Linked DNA regions of Zea mays: region 2 is linked to region 1. A link is a contact called in public Hi-C data. All regions are on one chromosome and are shown on one strand. Each heading gives the region's core, a stretch centred on a gene start, on an enhancer-like site or on the middle of the called end of the contact. The rest is flanking DNA. Distances are from core to core; before and after follow the strand shown.

Evidence for each region. Hi-C and Micro-C count contacts between places; a contact is called where the count stands out from the background.
Region 2: a Hi-C map of tassel shows a contact between it and region 1, with 3 times the contacts expected there. The contact joins the promoter of LOC103650721 here to the promoter of LOC100282180 in region 1. A contact is called at or near these places in 2 of 25 Hi-C or Micro-C datasets (bundle sheath and tassel).

Annotation. Positions count from the first base shown.
Region 1 is chr3:149,881,639-149,887,845 of Zm-B73-REFERENCE-NAM-5.0, reverse strand. It overlaps LOC100282180, which reads left to right and starts at 2,717. Exons shown (of 4, transcript NM_001155092.2): 1 at 2,717-2,955; 2 at 3,065-3,195; 3 at 3,985-4,089; 4 at 4,177-5,226. The coding sequence starts at 2,872. The coding sequence ends at 4,708.
Region 2 is chr3:150,142,824-150,149,154 of Zm-B73-REFERENCE-NAM-5.0, reverse strand. LOC103650721 reads left to right here and starts at 4,381. Exons shown (of 1, transcript XM_008676287.3): 1 at 4,381-5,340. The coding sequence starts at 4,400. The coding sequence ends at 5,170.

The DNA.
Region 1 (6,207 bases), core at 1,468-3,967:
AAACATTACAAGGCAAAGACTTGCCCAAGGCGTTAAACGGGCGTTTCCTCAAGCAGTATCATCCTAGTATGTGGCAAGATACCTAAGGAAACCGATGTGATCACATTGTGTTAGTTGTTTTTGGTTCGCTCAGCTCCGCCAAAAGGCAGGGGACATATGTTGGACACCAAAACAGTCGACCGGACGGTCCTCGCGCGCGCAGAGCTAGTTAGGGTTCTAAGTTTCTTGCTATGATTGTTAGCTAAATTCACAGAATTAGCCTGGGAGATTGGTTTGTAACGGGTCCTGCCCCCTCCTCTATAAACATCAACAATCGAATCAATAATCAGTTTATCTCTCGTTTTTACCTTATGCATTAGGAGTAGTTCTAGTTTAGCCTCTCAATCCCCAAATTCTTCGCTTCTCTTTGACTCTACGTCGATTAGAGGTGTCTAGGGTGGCCTGCCGACCCTAGACAACACCTAGAATCTCTCCTCCTCGATGGGGTCCCTCCCAGGAGCGAGATTCAGGCGCCATCGGCGAACTCCGCTGCCCCTGCGCACGTGCGGACTGTCCGGCCCGTCAGGCAGGGAACTCTAGCCCTGCTCCAGGTCGCGGACCGTCCGGTCACTGGCTGCGAACCGTCCGCGCCTGTGCAGAGAGCACCACCGCCGGTTCTCAACGCAGTGATTGGCGCCCGGATCAGCGCCAACAATACCACTCGAACACTCTTATCTTTTAATACTTCCGATTTCTTGAACGATTTAGAGAGGTAATCATCTAGGCCTGATGTTCTCCTGTTGGTGCTGGCCTGCTGGGTTGGCTAGAGCTAGTAGCTCGCGAGGGTGAGACTGACAACCTTAGGAAGTTGGGGGCATGAGCAACGGAGCAAGCTACAATCCACCCGAGGCTGAACAGTACCATGTAGATAAGGTCCGATGCATCAGACCAAGGCCACTGAAGCGGGCAGACGTCTCTAGTAAAGTGGTCTATTTTGCCACTAGATTGGGCCGGTGTGTCGGGCCATTAGAGCCCGCGTGAATAGCTCTCTGGTAAACCGGTCCAAGGCTCCACTAGACGAGTACGAGAGCTAAGGTGAAGTCTTTCTCAGCCAAAACTTCTCCAATTTGATTAGGATGGTCTTGGAAGCTTTAATATTACTTAGACAAACATATTTAGAGTATGTTCAACTTGTCTAAATCAAAGATTCATACCTTATCTCATCTTCAACTCAGACTCCCTTTTTCAACTCAAAACGGGCACCAAAAGCACTTTTGCAATATATGACATCTATAGCGTATCTAAAGTGCTTGGAAATGTTTCTAAAGGCAATTTGAACTTATTCAAACCTATGAACCGAACATAGCTCACCATTTCCAAGTTTTGCCCATTTTCTGGTCTTGTTTAAGTTGAGCATTGGATTTCAAATTGGAACACATGGAGTAGTTTAAAAAAACTATTCACAACCCTAACTCCATGATTTTCTGGAGCACCTAATGACCTGCTCCACGAACTCCACTAATTTTTTTGAGCTAGAGTTGTCCTAAACCGGGCCAAAATCTGGTCATTATAGTGATAACTATCATATAGCTCGTGCTAATGCTACGATCCCACGAAGGGAAGGGGTCGATGGCGGCGGCGGCACGAGTTAGGGGGAGGGGTAGGCTAGGGGCAGCGGGGTCGCAGGGGAGGGAAGGAATGAGAGATGATCAAAATAATATTGTCCATTAGATTTGAGTGAGTAAGGTAGAGATGGTTATTTAGCGATCTGGAGCGTTGGCTTTCATGTTGTGTTAAGACTAGGTGTAATTTGTTTGATAGATTTAGTATATATTATAGGCATGTGAGTGATTTGGTTGGATGAACTTTATAAAGTTTAAAGCAATGGATTACTTAGATAGAGACAGGGATACGTGATTGTTCGGTAGAGGTTCACTCATCAATTTTCCAATGAAATATTTCTTGTGGGCTAGGACATCTAAGGGCTAGTTTAGAAACTGTATTTTCCCAAGGTTTTTTATTTTTCTAAAAAAATTAGTTCATTTTTTCTTGGGAAATTAGAAATCCTATAGAAAAATAGGATTGCCAAACTAGCCCTACACTGCCTCTTTTTCCCGGTATAGCATGGACATGTACTTAAAGGCCTTGTTCGTTTACGTCGGATTACATCCAGAATCATTCCAGCTAATTAAAATTTATATAAATTAGAGAAGCAATCCGGCTAGGAATCGTTTCGACCCACCAATTCGGTACAAAATTCGGTACAAAGGAACAATGCGGAAGAGAAGTCAAAACTCGCGGCCACGCATCACCTGCTGGTACCAAGCTTGGGAGCCAAGTATACGGGTATACCACGCATCACATGCTCAGTCTTCGTCGTGAATGTCAGCGCGTACATCATCGCATCACACGGACACGACTGCTGCAACGCATAGTCCGTTGGGCCTGTGGCCTCGCCGCCCCGGCCCGAGTCATTTGGTACGCAACTGTACCTGTCTGTACGAGACACACAGACTGCTACATCGCTGCTGTTTGTTTGACCAGGTTACAAAGATTAAAACACGGTCGATCATGTTAGTTTTTTTATATAAAATTTACTCTTTTACTACTACTACTACTTTTAAAACAGTTTTTAACAAAACTTAAAAACTAAACAAAATCTCGGTGGGCGGCATCTCACGCGTGTCGGAGGGCGGAGCCGGAGCGAATAAACGGGCGGCATCTTACGTGAAGATCCGTCCGGTCGGCCTCTCTCTCTCACACACACACTTTTTTCTCCGGACGCGCTCGTTCGTTCGCGAAGGCGCCCCTTCCTGCCCTCACATCCGCTCCTCCCTCCCCGACACCGACCGACCCCTCGTCCGCTCGCCTCCCTCCCCGATCCCCACCGCCATGGCCGCCGCCGCCGCCGCCGCGTCCTCCTCTTCCTCCTCCGAGGTTCCGATCGCCGCCCGCACCTGCGTCTCCGTCGGCGAGGTGGGTGGCTCCTCCCCTGCCTGCCGGTCCTGGTTGGATCCGCCCGATCTGCTCGCGCGGTGCGGCGCTCGATCTCATATCGTCCGTTTTTCCTTTCCTCCTGTGCCAGGTGGCGGTGGGCGCGGTGGCTACAGGCAGCGGCGACCGGGTGGCGGCGGATTGCGGGGTGTGCGCCATCTGCCTCGACAGGATAGCGCTCCAGGAGACGGCCCTCGTCAAGGGTTGCGACCACGCCTACTGGTTCGCTGATATCCCTTACCCCTTTCTCCAGATGATTACAGCATAACGTACTTTGATGCGCGGTGGAATTACGATTCTTTGTCTAGGTTGTTTGTTATTCCCCACCTCTAATAGCAATCTAATCCCTAGATTTGGGAGACTACATGGCACCTTTCACCCCCCCCCCCCCCCCCCCCCCCCCCCCCCAAAAAAAAGTGCTTTGCTGTAGTCTTACACATCTAATTCTTAGAACATCCTGCACATGTGCTAGGATAGCCTGACGCCCTGACCTTATGATTCGCAGGCTGATTTTCTTTTGATTGCCTTTACACATGGAGTAGTTTGATTCAATCATTTTAGACCTAAGGAATAGAGGGCACCAGCATCAGCGAGCTTATTCTGGAGCACTCTCATGTGTTTTCCTTGTACTAGTAATTAATTCGAACTTATCCTTTCGCACAGTTGCCATGTGCATCTCGCCCTTTGCCCAACCAACCACATTGCACACCCAATGGTTGTTGACTTGTTACACCAACCCTTTTGGTTTTCAGCTCTAAATTGAATTATAGGGTTTGACTGTCGCATCCGTGTGAGGTAGCAAGCAGCATACACCTTGATGTATCCATGACAGCTGATGCTTTGTTTGCTGCAGCTTATACAGTATTTTGTCTCTATAAATTGCAGCTGCAGCAGTCCGAACAACTGCAGCAGTGTTTTTCTGTTTTTAGGTTTACCTCTTTTATATCTGGTAACGATTCTTTTACTAAAAGCTGGTGTTCACTATATTTGAAATCCATTTCTTGGATGCAGTGTGACCTGTATTTTGAGGTGGGCATCCTACAAGGAGAACCCTCTCTGCCCACAGTGCAAGCATCCATTCGAATTCCTCAGCGTGCACCGCTCTCTCGACGGCTGGTAACCCCTTGTTCATCTGAAATGGTGGGAGGGTGGCTGAAAATTTTCAGGTAGAATGTGAGCTTGATGCTTGTTTCTTTTCTTCAGCCTACATGACTACCTGTTTGAGGAGAGTGTTTGCCTCCTTCTGAGGGCAGCTTGGTTTGAACCTCTGATCGTAGAGGCTCACGAGGAGGCTCTGGAAGAAGAAGAGTTTCTCCACCAGCAGTACCAATACGATGATGACGAAGATGATCTTGACGAGGAATCTTATTACATGAACAGGTCCCCAAGCATCCGTATTGGTAACAGGAGATGGGGTGACAATGGGTACATCAGGGGAGGCAGGAAAGAGGCGAGGCCAGTGAATACTGATGTGGCTGCTGGTCCATCCAGGACTCCGAAGAAGAAAGAGAAAGCCGCATCCTCTTCGGCGTCGGTGTCAGTGTCTGGTTCGGGGTCAGGATCGGGGTCTGTATCCAAGGATGTCGCTGGAAGGCGGGCGAAGAGGGCGCAGAAGCGAGAAGCTGCAGACAAGGCAGCTGCAGAGAAGCACCTGAAGCACCTGCAGAGGTTGGGGCTGAGAAAATCGCCAGAGCCTGTAGTGCCCGAGGAGGTTGGGCCACAGGTGAATGAGTGACTTAAGCCGCCGCCTAGTGCTATATGGTGCTGCTAAAAACACTGCAGCCCTTTGGGCCACAAAATAATCTTCCACTGTGAAGAGCTTGAGCGTGGCCTTGTATCATGGCAGCTTTTCGCCTCGTTGTACATAGTCTAGTTTCTCATCACTGTTTTAGATTCAGCACAGAAATGCAGCTGCTGTCTGCACGACTGTTGCAGCTATGAAGCTGTATGTACCTCACTGTTGGTGCACTATTTTAGTTATTGCTAATCACAGGGGATGCAATCGGCATCTGTGTTGATTACTATGGGGACAAATGAGGCGTGGAACCAATTCTACAACGCAAACTTGTAACCATATGGAATCACTCGCCGTTGACATGATACTAATCCTGTTAACTAGTCTGGTCCTTGCTTGCTGTGCCTTGTCCGTCATCATCGAATTTTGTCCCACAATCGAAGAATCTGTGTTGTTGCCCAACTATTCTGCACGGGTTTTGTGTTGCGTGTCAATTTGTGTTGACAAAATAGTTTCAGATGGTAACAAGATGTTCTTGTTTTATAAGGCTGTCTTATAAGGGGTATTTGTTTAGAATTATAATCTGTCCAGATTATATAATCCAACAACTTTTGAACTACTAACTCTTAGTTAGTTCAAAAGTTGTTGAATTATATAATCTGGGCAAATTATAATCTCAAACAAACACCCCTTTTCAGCCTGTTTTACAACTGTTCTAAATGAAGCTAGGGTTGGAGGGTGACTTGATGTCGCACCCGGAATTAAGAGCCAAAACGGGACACAAATCAAATGTGTGCTAGGATCAAGTTTTACACATATGATGACTCCTGGTATAGAAACGAATGTCACATCTTTAATATATAATGAAGTTCTGTACAAAATAGTTAAATAATTATATTATAAGAAGACAATGATCCATGTGACCAGATTAGGATAGCTTGTGTGATTCAAATGTTTGTGAAGTCTTATTAGTAGCAATTGTTTTGCTTCTAAACTATACTGCTTTGCTCCGTTTTTTATTTAAATTTTAAACTATAAAACAATTGTTTTGCTCTATGTTTTCGAAAACTATACTGTATTACTCTGTTGTGCACGTGATAAATATGTAGATTGCAGTTGAGTGCACAATGTATGTGAAGCAAAACGATATCACCCAACATACTATATTTCTGCTACTGGACTCACATGTTATACACACAAAAATTATCCCCTAAATGTCCACACAAAAGATGAGAATAAAATACGATGACATTTATGGGATTTTTCCTATTATGTTACGGGGTTCCAACATGATTAATATCGTAAAGAAATAATGTAATTAATGTATAGAGGGAGCTTCCATTGCATATAAGATTTATCGTGCTTTTGAAAACCGGGGACACAATAGAGTTTGTGTTCGGTGGGGGAGACTAGCGTGGACCCACTCCGAATGGTGAATCAAGAGATTCCAACAGAGGTTTTATACTGGTTCAGTTTTGCACCCTAGTCCAGTGTAGTAA
Region 2 (6,331 bases), core at 3,132-5,631, 260 kb before region 1:
GACCAAGTTTTGGGTTCAACAAAAGAGCAAAGGGGCAACCGAAGGCACCTCTGTTCTGGCGCACCGGACTGTCCGGTGTGCCACCGGACAGTGTCCGGTGCACCACCGGACATGTCCGGTGCACCAGAGGACTCCAACTCAAACTCGTCGCCTTCGGGAAATTCCAGACGCAACTCCGCTATAAATCACCGGACTGTCCGGTGTACACCGGACAGTGTCCGGTGCTCCAAGGAAGAGCGGCCTCCGGAACTCGCCAGTCTCGGGAATTCGCTTCGGCTGCTCCGCTATAATTCACCGGACATGTCCGGTGTAACTGCGGGGCAACGGCTCCTTCTGGCGCCAACGGCTACCTGCGGCGCATTAAATGCGCGCCAGCGCGCGCAGAGGTCAGGCACGCCCATGCTGGCGCACCGGACACTCTACAGTACATGTCCGGTGCGCCACCGGACATCCAGGCGGGCCCAGAAGACAGAGCTCCAACGGTCGGAACCCAACAGCTTTGGTGACGTGGCTGGGGCACCGGACTGTCCGGTGTGCACCGGACTGTCCGGTGCACCATACGACAGCCAGCCTGCACCAAACGGCTAGTTTGGTGGTTGGGGCTATAAATACCCCCAACCACCCCACATCAAGGCATCCAAGTTTTCCACTTCTCAACTACTTACAAGAGCTCTAGCATTCAATTCTAGACACACTCAAGAGATCAAATCCTCTCCCAAATTCCACACAAAGCTTTAGTGACTAGTGAGAGAGATTTGCTTGTGTTCTTTCGAGCTCTTGCGCTTGGATTGCTTTCTTCTTTCTTGATTCTTTCTTGCGATCAAACTCACTTGTAATTGAGGCAAGAGACACCAATCTTGTGGTGGTCCTTGTAGGAACTTTGTGTTCCAAGTGATTGAGAAGAGAAAGCTCACTCGGTCCGAGGGACCGTTTGAGAGAGGGAAGGGGTTGAAAAAGACCCGGCCTTTGTGGCCTCCTCAACAGAGAGTAGGTTTGAGAGAACCGAACCTCGGTAAAACAAATCCGCGTGCCTCACTTCACTATTCGCTTGCGATTTGTTTTGCACCCTCTCTCGCGGACTCTATTATATTCCTAACGCTAACCCGGCTTGTAGTTGTGTTTATATTTGTAAATTTCAGTTTCGCCCTATTCACCCCCCCTCTAGGCGACTTTCAGGGGACAACTCCAAGTTGGTAATGTCTAAGAAATTAGGTTCTAGGAAGATATTTGGATTAATGGTTTACCACTCAAGGAGCAATTCTCTAATTATATAATGTTATGCGCCGGAAGAATGCCTTAGTCGCAGTTGTGCTACCACAGACAACGCAAAATTTAACTTTCCGCATACCGATTGTTGGGGTCAGATTGATAGAATGGCAACACTTGTTGATTTTTGGTTGACAACATCTATGTTGGGGCGGAAAGATATCTCTTTATGTAGAAGGTGAATGCATCCAGACATTTCTTGGTTTGGTCTATGTACAATATTCTAATGACCACTCCAAATTCAAATCAACCTTACTGGCTGTGCAAACTAAAACTTCCCTTTAAGGTCAAAATTTTCCTTTAGTATATAGGAAGAGGAGTGATTCTTACTAAATATAATTTGAAAAGGAGAGGGTGGATATGAAGCCCCAAGTGTAGTTTCTGTAACCAAGATGAAACAATCCAACATCTCTTTTTCGATTATTATTTGGCTAGAGCAGTTTGGAGGATTATTTTTATTGATCTAAATACAGAAAACCCATTAGTATTAATCATATTATAGGGACATGGCAAAGTAGTAAAGGAATTTCTTACAAAAAAATAAATATTAATAGGGGTAGCAACCATGTTTTGGTCAATCTAGCTCTGTCGTAATGATATAGTTTTTAATGGAAAACAGATACCTTCAATTATGCAGATGATTTTCAAGAGGCCTTATTGGCTCAGATTTTAGAGGTTGATGCATCAAGACATCAAAGATGTTTCTCGCGCAATAGAAGCAGTGGCAATGGACATCTTTGCAACATATGGATGACGATGCAATGCTAGAATTGAGTCTTCTTAGTTTGTTTTTTCTATGAAAAACTATGCTTTCATATTATGTTTTGGTTAGTGTTGGGCCTGAGTACATTGATTGTAATAAGGTGCCATATGCATCATTGATGTAAAAGTCTGGAACATGCTTTTCCATTATCCAAAAAACTAAACATGTTGGCACATGGACCAATTTGGATCATTAGAATTGAATTCCATTCTAATAATAGTAATTTAGACATATATCAATTAAGCTAATTCGGTTTTATGAAAAATATATTTGTATACTATTATTAGCAAAATGTCAGAGATATTTATATGCTACATTTTTACTATAGAGGAGTGAGACGAAGAGTGTCATATAAGTTACAGAGTAGAAACAAATTCTACTAATGCATAAAATTATTTCTCATCCTCCACTCCAAGAATTTGAGATAAGCTTATATCTGAATTTTGGAAAGTTGTGGAATGTCAAATTTCAAACTAAATAAGTTACTTTATTGAGTGGATTTCAATTCCTCTAAAATAAAGGGATCCAAACGCCCCATAGGAGAATGCTCAATTTCCTTTTTTGGAATATTTAGAAGGGAATTGGATAAAATTTTTATTTTTGCGCGATGAAACTAAAGATGAATCGAAAATCCAAATAAAAAAGGAAACATGTTGGTTATAATTCAATACAAAAAGGAAAGGCAGGGCTACATTTGAGTGAATTGACTGTTGATTAGGTCTATCCCAATAACTCATGCTTAAGAAGTTACCAAATTGGTGTAGGTGGCCGTACTTTCTTGAAATTATTATGAGGTATTCTCTATGGAAAGTATTTGATAAGCAAAACAATTCATGAACAGAACACGCACACGTGATGCGCCGAGTTTAGTGGATACTTACTGAACATCCCCCTGGGTTTGAAATGTTCTTGGGAGACTTAATTTGAACCGCCAGGTTTCTGTTGCTGACTTGGCCTAAAAGAAAGAGCTAGAGCCAAGTGTAACTTTTCAAATGGGTGTACTAGTAGTACACACGAGTTGTCTGGCTGAGACTTGAAAGTGAATGTGCACGTGTAATATAGTAAACTTTATTTGATTAAATTTTAAAAAGTTTGTAGCTACCGGTGGAGCTCCACGAGGACTGATTCTCCACTCGGTTTTGCTCAGCGCAGCTGCTCTGGAAATTGGAAGCTAGCGTCGGCTGCGCTGATTGGTGTGATTGGAACAGCACTCACCATTCGTCTCTCCTTTTAGTCGTCGCTCATCTAATCTCCTGATTGGTTTCTGTAGAATATACACCTTCCTTATCCATTCCTTGGTTGAATTTGAGTCGTCGTTCATCTAATCTGCGGAATTAACGTTTGATTAATTAACCGTAGCTCTAAACAGTGGTATGTATTAATGTATTGTATTGTTCGATTTTATTTTTGTCGTATAAGGCGGAAAGTTTAGTCATTTTTAATTCTTAAATTGGTAAACATTGTGACTAAATGAGACTTCCTAAATACCCCCTCCATTTTTTTATTTGAGGTTTTGTATAGTTCAATTTTGTATTATTTGGCGTCAAATAAAAAATGACAAAAGTAGTAGAATTTTTGGGGACTATAGTTTAGTCTCTAAAGTCTAAAATAATTAAGGAGGTGTTTGATTTCTAGGGACTAATTTTTAGTTCCTTTATTTTTTTTCCATTTTAGTCTCTAAATTTTTAAATATTAAAACTAAAATAGAGTTTTAGTTTTCTTATTTGATGATCTATGGACTAAAATGGACGGACTAATAGGGTGTTTGGTTTGTAGGGACTTTTTTTAGTCCCTTCATCCCTACATTTTATTCCACTTTAGTCATTAAATTGCTAAATACGAAAACTAAAATAAAGTTTTAGTTTTATATTTAATAATTTAGAAACTAAAATGAAATAAAATGAAGAGATTAATAAGTAGTTCTTAGAAACCAAACAACATCTAAAAATTTGACCCTAGAAACCAAACACCCCTCTAAAGTATCAAACACCCTGTGAGTAATTAAGCAAGCGTTCGGTCCTAATTATCTGAGCCGATAAATTAACTGAACACCAACGTGACGCACGCGCATCACCTTCTCCGCTGGCCTGGCCATGACAACAATGCACTTGCAACCCAGCCCAAAAACGGAGGGCAGCCTGGGCAGCCATCTTATTCCACCTGTTTCCAAGTCGGCAATCACCGACGACAAACCAGCTTCGTCCTCGCAAGGAAGAAGAAAAATGGCCGTCACCTTTGACCACTGACCCAGCACGGCACGCGACGCGCACGTGAAACACCACCAAATCCATCTCTTCCCTCCCAGGCCCCAGCTTGGTCAATCTCCCTCCAAATCACACACACAGACATATATATAGCCCCTCTCCTCCCATGCATCATCCGCAGCCAGCCAAGCTCACTTCTTGCACGTGGAGGATCATCTCATCCGTCATTCCATTCTACACACAGTCAGACATGGGCAACGGCCCCTCTCTCTCGCCGTGCCTGAACCCGCACCTGCCGGAGTCGTCCGCGACGGTGCGCCTGGTGTACTGGGGCGGGCGGGCGAGGCAGCTGGCGCTCACGGGCGGCGGCGACGACGCCATTGTCACGGCCGGTGACGTCGCGGCGGAGCTCCCACCGCCGGCCACGGGCTACGCCGTGTGCCCCGCCGACGCCTTCTTCATCGGCCTCCCGATCCCGGCCATGTCCCCGGGCGAGGAGCTCCTGCCGGGCCGCACCTACTTTGTGCTCCCCGCCGCGCGCCTCCCCTGCCTCAAGGCGCTCACGCCCGCCACGCTCGCCGCGCTGTCGCAATCGCACGGCAGAAAGAAGCAGCAGCCTATCTTCGCGGTCGCGGGGTGCCCGTTCGAGCACGTCAAGGGCGCCCACGGCGGCGCCCCGCTCATCAGGGTCCTCCCGGAGTTCATCGAGAAGCTCATCACCGCCTGCGACGCCGGCGCGAACGCGAGCGCCAACAAGGACACGGCGGCCAAGCAGGCCGCGGAGCTGTGCAGCACGCCCGAGCTGAAGCGGCATTACGCGCAGCTCGTCGGGGCCGGCAGGAGCCGCCCGTGGTCGCCCAGGCTGGAGACCATCGCCGAGCGCGGTAGGTCACGGTGGATGAGGTTGGCGGCGAGGACCATGCTGTCCTCGCGTTAGCCGTGCACATCCGCGCGCGTAGCGTAGGTCGGTGTTATTAATTGTTAGCTTGCGGAGATTTCCGTTTATTTAGGAAGAATGACGAAGGACGAACAGCAAAATGTACAGATGGCTACGCATTTTTTTCCTTGCAATTTGCAAACCAGAACGAACGTTTGTTTCTCTCTCTATCTCTCTTGCCATGGTTCGTCCTGTCGATTGAACTGAGCCACCGGATGATGCTGATGACGCCAACGCCATGCAAACGCATAGCAGGCTGCAAAGCGCGGCCATGGCCGCCGCCGCGTGCGGGAGACCAGGAAATGGTCGCACACGCGTGGTAGGGAGGAACTCGGCGCGTCGAGCGCAGTCTCATCGTCTTCTCCGGTTGACCGGACCGCGTCCGCGTCCCGCCGTCTGACGTCTCTTGGTGTAGTGGGGTTGGGGTGGTCGGCGTCGGGGAAGGAAACTGCGCGGAAAGAGAGCATCGGACAGGTGGGCTGGGCCATCTTATGCGGGCGAATGGTCTGGTCCACGGGCCGTGAACGAACGCTGGCGCTCGCGCACGGCTCCGGCAGGCCGCAGCTTTGAACGCGGCCGGGCCGAATCCCACCTGGATCCGTGGGCTTTTTTTAAGAATGCACAAGCAGGCTAGCCCGCTTTTCACCCTTCTGCTCTCCCGGCACAATGTTTCAGCAGCAAAACATATATATTCTATGTACTTTTGGTAGGCAGAAAAGTTTTAAACTATAAGTTACTTTAATGTTTTCATATACATAGCTTTTGGAATACACTTAGATATGCATCATGTCTAGACTTGATGAGTTAGACAAAAAGATTAAGACTTCCCAGCTTTCATCTACTGAGCTTGCGCTCAAAATTTATATGGACCAAAGACTTACTACCATTTTAAGAGAAGATAAAATTTGTCTCTTTGAACGTGCGAAAGATAAACATCTTTTTGAAGGGGATACTAACGCTAAATACTTTCAGTTAGTTGCTAATGGTAAACATAAAAAATAAAGAAATGTACAGTCGACCCGCGAGCTTCAAACTTTTTTCCATCCCTAGCTATGGAGATCTTTGCAAGCCATGGATGGAGATCCAATATTAGATTAGATAGCGCTTGATTCATTCTTTCTAATGATCTCGTTGTCATGTTTTATAGTGGATGTTTAGTTA